2 separate regions of the Mus musculus genome follow, and region 1 is linked to region 2. Evidence: chromatin contacts called from public promoter capture Hi-C data. All regions are on one chromosome and are shown on one strand. Each heading gives the region's core, a stretch centred on a gene start, on an enhancer-like site or on the middle of the called end of the contact. The rest is flanking DNA. Distances are from core to core; before and after follow the strand shown.

Region 1 (2,905 bases), core at 392-2,891, 2.5 Mb after region 2:
AAAACCAAAAAACCACCCATCATTCTTGTGTGGCTCTAAAATTACCATTTACACTCGCAAGGTTCCCACAGCAAATGAGAAATGCCGCATCACTTGTAGCTATGTGTTTCTTTGTGTGAGAGTGGGTGTGGCTTTGCAAAGTCACAAGATCTGTTTGTGAGAACTTTGACCCATGGGGTTATCTCAGTCCCCTCTTCACTATTGATCTGGCTGGTTAACGGCTTCCCTTCTTGCCTCTGTGCCGTGCTCTTGCTGATGGGAGGCGTGGGACCTCTGCCAGGTTCTAGTCTGCCCTCAACCCTGCTACCCTCCCCACTCCCTGGTTCAGGCTCCCCGTGGCTACCATTTTGGTTTTGAAGAGGTGGGACATCCGGAGGTAGCACCGGCCATGGCGATGGATGTAGAGAAGGTAGATGGGGCCGAGGACCCAGAGGTACATGGGGGGCACCCAGCTGCTGGCGGCTCTCACAAAGCACAGGCTGAGCAAGTGATAGGCCGCAGGCTCCTGCTCTGTCTGGTTCCAGACCTGAAAAGAACACCAGGGACACCATTAGGATGTTAGCCACCCGAGTCCCAATCTCACCTGCCCGTGGGGACAGACCGAATGAAGATATTCCAAGCTCTATCTGGTGTGCCTTTTAATTCTCAATGCTTTTCAGCCTAACATCAGCTCTGTAAGGCAGATGGAGTTATACTGACTTAGTTTCTGGGGAAGTAGAGACCCAGAGAAGGTAAGGAACTTGCCTAATTCTACTCAGATGGGAAGCAGTGGTCCCTGGGGCTGGCTTTGAACTTGTGGTCCTCTGGCCTTAGTTTCCCAAGTGCTAGGCTTACAGATGAGTGACACCACATCTGGCTTGGCTGTTACTCATTATAAGAACTCTTGGAGCCGGGCGTGGTGGTGCACGCCTTTAATCCCAGCACTTGGGAGGCAGAGGCAGGCGGATTTCTGAGTTCGAGGCCAGCCTGGTCTACAAAGTGAGTTCCAGGACAGCCAGAGCTACACAGAGAAACCCTGTCTCAAAAAACCAAAAAAAAAAAAAAAAAAAAGAACTCTTGGTGCTATTGTCCCCATTTCATAGATGAGTAGACTGAGGTACCAAAAGGGAATTGCCCCATTTGCATCCACACAAGCAGGAAGTGACAGAGCCAACTGTGCCCTTCTCTTTCAAGGAGGAATAATAGAATCTCCCCTTATGTGCTGCCTGAAGCTACCTAAACAGTTGGGCTCACAGTACGGTGCTAAAGCACAGAACCAGCTCTCTGTGAACACCATCTCTTACTGCTAATCTGGCCCTGATCTGCTGGATTTCAGGCCATAGACTAGTGTAAGATAGGGACAGAAGAAATGCAAAAGTGGGAAGGTTTGGGGAGCGGCCCACTAGCACTATGCAAATAACAAAGTCCCCAGTGGCTGGCAGGGGCTCTACAAGAGCAGGGATTTGGTGAAAGTGTCATGATCTGTAGCTGCACTGTTTGTCTTACAGCTTCCCGCGGTTAAGAACTTGAAGTCCAGTGCGGCTTTCCCCAGCAGCTTGAGTTATCCTTGGAGCAGAGAAAGGAGTGGGGCAGGCTGGACTCACCCTCAGGCCGGCGCACTGCTCTCCAGGCGTGGCCATGGAGCGCCCTCTGTTCATCAGTCTGAGTCTGTTTGTCCCAGAGCAGCCTTCAGAACTCAGCTCCAAGCCGAGGAGGAGGAGGCGGGACCAGGCAGGTTTGACAGGGATTGGAGCTGGATAGCGGAGGCCCCAGGGCAAGGTCCAGCTGCATACAGAGGTGGAGCTGGTGCCCGGGGAGGTGATTCTGGAACCCCTGAAAAGTGCCGGGCCGGCCACCTCCATGCTTCCTCTCCGTGAGAAGTCCCTCCCAAACTTGCTGCATACTTTGGACTTAGCAATGCAGGAAGGTATCCTGCGGAAAGAGCCAAGAGACTTAGTAATTTACAGGACCAGCAACTCGGGACAGATGTTGTCTAAATGCAGGCGCTGCGAAGAATGAGAAGTGCCTTACTTTGAAAAATATTTATTTACGTGTGTATTTGTCCTTCTATTTATTAGTTTTTGAGATAGGGTCTCACTATGCAGACCAGGCTAGCCTACAACCCAAGCCCCTGCTGGCCCAGCCGCCTGTGTGCCTTATTAAGAACAATCTTAATAAAGACCTTAGTATGAGCTGGAGAGGTGGCTCAGGCACTCTAAACTCCCACTGCTTCTGCAAAGGACTGGGGTTGGGTTCCCACGACTCTCTTCCAGCTGCTCACAAGCATCTGCAATGACAGCTCCAGGGGACCCAACACCTTCTCCCGGGCCTCCACACTCCTGTGCATACATACAAATGATGAAAATAAAACAACCCTTGAAATGGCTTAAGCAGTGCAAGTCACACAGCATGGCTCGGTAAGTTAGTTATTAGTACTGATATTACAGCAGCAGCAGCAGCAGCAGCAGCAGCACCTTAAAATGCTACGGCAAAACCCACTAATATGGAAATGTGGCCTCCAAACACTCTGAAATAGATCCCAGCACCAGCAGGGTATGAGAAGGAGAAGTGTTCCTAAGTCAGGGCTCATTTTCTTTTCTTAAAGCAAGGGGTGTGGCTAAGGGGACCATGGGTTGTGTCCCAGCAATGCAATACAGACAGACAGACAGATAAGACAAGACAGATAGGCAAATAGACAAGTGACTCTGTGTTGTCTTATCCTGTTTGCACAGATACACAGTTGGAGATGTAGTAAAGTTGAGGTCACAGGGAACCCCATTTCCTTTCCACTTTTCTCTTTGTGTAACGAGTTTGTACTCCTTCCAAGGTAGGGAAGAAAAACTGCCCCAGACAGACCAACCCAGGTGCTCTGCTCCAGTGAGGGAGGAATGCAGACCTCTGCCCTGTCCAAACCCTGCCACTTCTC
Region 2 (2,996 bases), core at 355-2,854:
ATTCCGGGCTGGGCATGGTGGCGCATGCATTTAATCCCAGCACTTCGAAGGCAGAGGCAGGGGGATTTCTGAGTTCGAGGCCAGCCTGGTCTACAAAGTGAGTTCCAGGACAGCCAAGGCTACATACCCTGTCTCGAAACAAAACAAAACAAAACAAAACAAAACAAAACAAAACAAAACAAAAAGAAATTCCGGAAGAACACGTTGGTGCCTAACTTATCATAATTTTGCTCTGTGGTGATGGATGGCTGAGTCCACTCTTTTGGGACTCCTGAGGTGTATCTTTGATGATGAAACTGTTTCCTAAATCATTATTCCTGTAGTCTGTTCTCAGTGGGAAGCTCTAGACTATGTGTGAACTGGGCATGATTGCACATTGTTGTAATCCTAGAACTTCCCTGGTATAGACAAGATCAGAGTAACTTCAAGGCCAGCCTGGTCTACATAGTTCCAGACCAGTGGTTCTCAACCTTTCTAATATTTTTCATTGCTACTTCATAACTGTAATTTTGCTACTGTTATGAATCATGATGTAAATATTTTTGGAGATAGAGGTTTGTCAAAGGGGTCATAACCCACAGGTTGAGAACCACTGTTCTAGACTGTCCAGGGCTAGAATGTGTTTAATATGGAGATAACTCACACAATTTTATACTTTATTCTTATAATGTACATTAGGTCTACTAATTTATTCACTACAGTGCTAGGTGTTTTTCCCATTTGACTAGTGTCCCTGTTTATCATTATTTCCACTGCCCACCTAGTTCTACATTATTTCTATTATGCGATTTAGAAGACATTTTACTTCTAAGTAAGAACAGGTTTCTATCCTCTGGGAACCGTGAGATGCCTCAGTATGACGTAAATGATGGCTTATCTCAGTTTCTCACCGTTGGTGTTCCATATGACTTACCTCCTGTTTCCTAATAACCCCACATAGTTTTCAATTTTTGAAAAATTAGAAAAGGCCAGTGTGGTGATACACATCTTTAATCCCAGCACTCGGGAAACAGAGGCCATGAGATGTCTGAGAGTCCAAGGCCAGAATGACCTTCATGTCCGGTTCCAAGCCAGTCAGACCAATATAGTGAGGTCATCTCAAAAATAAGAACTTCTTTCAATTCTGGTGAAAATCAAGAGAAAGTTGAAGAAAAAGAGAAACAGATTAAAAGCACTTGTTGCTCTTGCAGCTGTCCTGGATGCTATAAACTCAACATGCAGGCAAAAATACATAAAGTAAATCTAATAAAATACAGGGGAAAAAAAGGTACATTTAGGAAGATGTAATGTTACAGTGTCTTAGAATTATATACACATACAAGACGTTAATAAATCCCCTAAGCATGTGAGACAGCCTTGGACTTTCACCTATCACATTCTTGTCGGCTGTATGGAACCGTTGCGCTTTGATGCTTGCCTCTGTGTCACGGGAGTGTGGGTTCAGCCATGGCACTTTCTAGGAAGAAGTTAAAAAAAAAAAAAAAAAAATCAGAAACCACCAGATGAGCCATAATAAGTACTGGCAAGACAGACTTCCGCCAGTGGTGGTGCGCATGCGCGCCACCCAGGGCTACGTGGTAGTGAACTGAGGGAACCCTTATTCAAATCGGAAGTGGCCTAGAGTGATCACATCCGCTCAGATCTTAAAGTAGTTCGCCTCTCCTGTCGTTGCCAGGGTAGCGTGGGTGTTTGGAATCCGAACCCATGGAATTGTGGGTGTCTGTGGGCGGAAGTCTCGCAGTCCTGGCGTGCCGTGTGCAGAGCTTCTCTAAGGTGTAATGTGAGGTGAGTGGATGTGGAGCAGAGGACGCTGTGCTGCTGAGCGCCGGTTTGTGCTGAGTGATGGTTGAATCGGCCCCAGGGGGGGATGAGGTGGATAAAGTGGGGGTCGTTCGGTTCTCTTTCATTCTGTTCCTGCGGGTTTTCCGCGTCTGTATTTTGTCACTTCCCAGTATGCTGTCCTGTGGGATTTCCCACCGTCGTCCGTGAAAATTACCATGTGAGGGCATTCGGGGCAGGACTCAGTGAGTGGGCGCTGCAGCATCCGGGAGCTTCAGGGCGAGGACCTTGAGATGGCTTGTGATCCGCTCAGTCTGTGATTGGCTTAGGAGTCAGGCGATGGAGCTTGAGGCCAGTGTAGGGTGCTTTGTGAGGGCGACCGCGTCGCTTTCTGGGCTGTTTGAGTAGCTGGTAACTGGAGCCCTGGCTCCTGGTCAAACACTGGCCTTCGAGAGGAGATAAACTCCAAAGAGTAAGAGAAAACGGGGAAATGAATTTATTTACGTTTGGTCCAAACTGGAGACCCAGTGCCCTCCATCTCTGTCAGCCTAAGCAGTATTAGCAATAGAAGGCACTGCCTAGAAGCCAGGAGATGTGTTTAGGTATATTTAATGTGGTCACAGTTATCTAAGCGGGGACATAGCCTTGGGGCTGCCCTTAGGTGTTCTGGATATTTCCTTTCCCCCGTATGCAACTGAAGACAGAAGAAAGATTTAAGAAAAAACTAGTCATTTCAGTTACAATTGAAAGTTTACATAAATACTGCAGTCCTTTGCTGATGTGAGGTCTGATCGGAGGTTTGACTTGTGCCTGGGATCTGTGAATTTGGCAAGGATTGGTAATTGGCAGTTACGCAGAAAGGTGCTGCTGTAAAAAGATTGTAAGGCAGAAGCCTGGGTTCCTGCATCCAAACAGGCAAGGGCCAGCCTCATCCAGTCTGCCTACTGAAGAGACCAGTGAGGAGGAAAGGCAGGAGAGTGGAGATGTGGGTCAGCAGTGTTGGGTTCCCAGCACCCACACCACATGGTGCCTTGGAACTGCCTGGTGGGACGATTCCAGGGGATCCGTGTTCCCTTCTGGCCTCCCAGCTAATGGTGCACAGACAAAGACAGACAAAACACCCACACACGTTTCATTTTTAAATGTTTGAATAGTAAGAATAAATCTTTAAAAAAAAATTTTTTTTTCCGTTAATGTTGGGCGAGCTGCCTTCTCCA

The links. Promoter capture Hi-C pulls out the DNA fragments that hold promoters and counts their contacts.
Region 1: a contact with region 2 is called in a promoter capture Hi-C map of embryonic stem cells, with 2.9 times the contacts expected there. The contact joins the promoter of Abcc6 here to the promoter of Zfp719 in region 2. A contact is called at or near these places in 2 of 39 promoter capture datasets (embryonic stem cells and liver).

Annotation. Positions count from the first base shown.
Region 1 is chr7:46,028,645-46,031,549 of GRCm38.p6, forward strand. Abcc6 (ATP-binding cassette, sub-family C (CFTR/MRP), member 6) reads right to left here and starts at 1,642. Exons shown (of 31, transcript NM_018795.2): 1 at 1,584-1,642; 2 at 344-526. The coding sequence starts at 1,637.
Region 2 is chr7:43,577,982-43,580,977 of GRCm38.p6, forward strand. It overlaps Zfp719 (zinc finger protein 719), which reads left to right and starts at 1,605. Exons shown (of 4, transcript NM_172482.1): 1 at 1,605-1,785.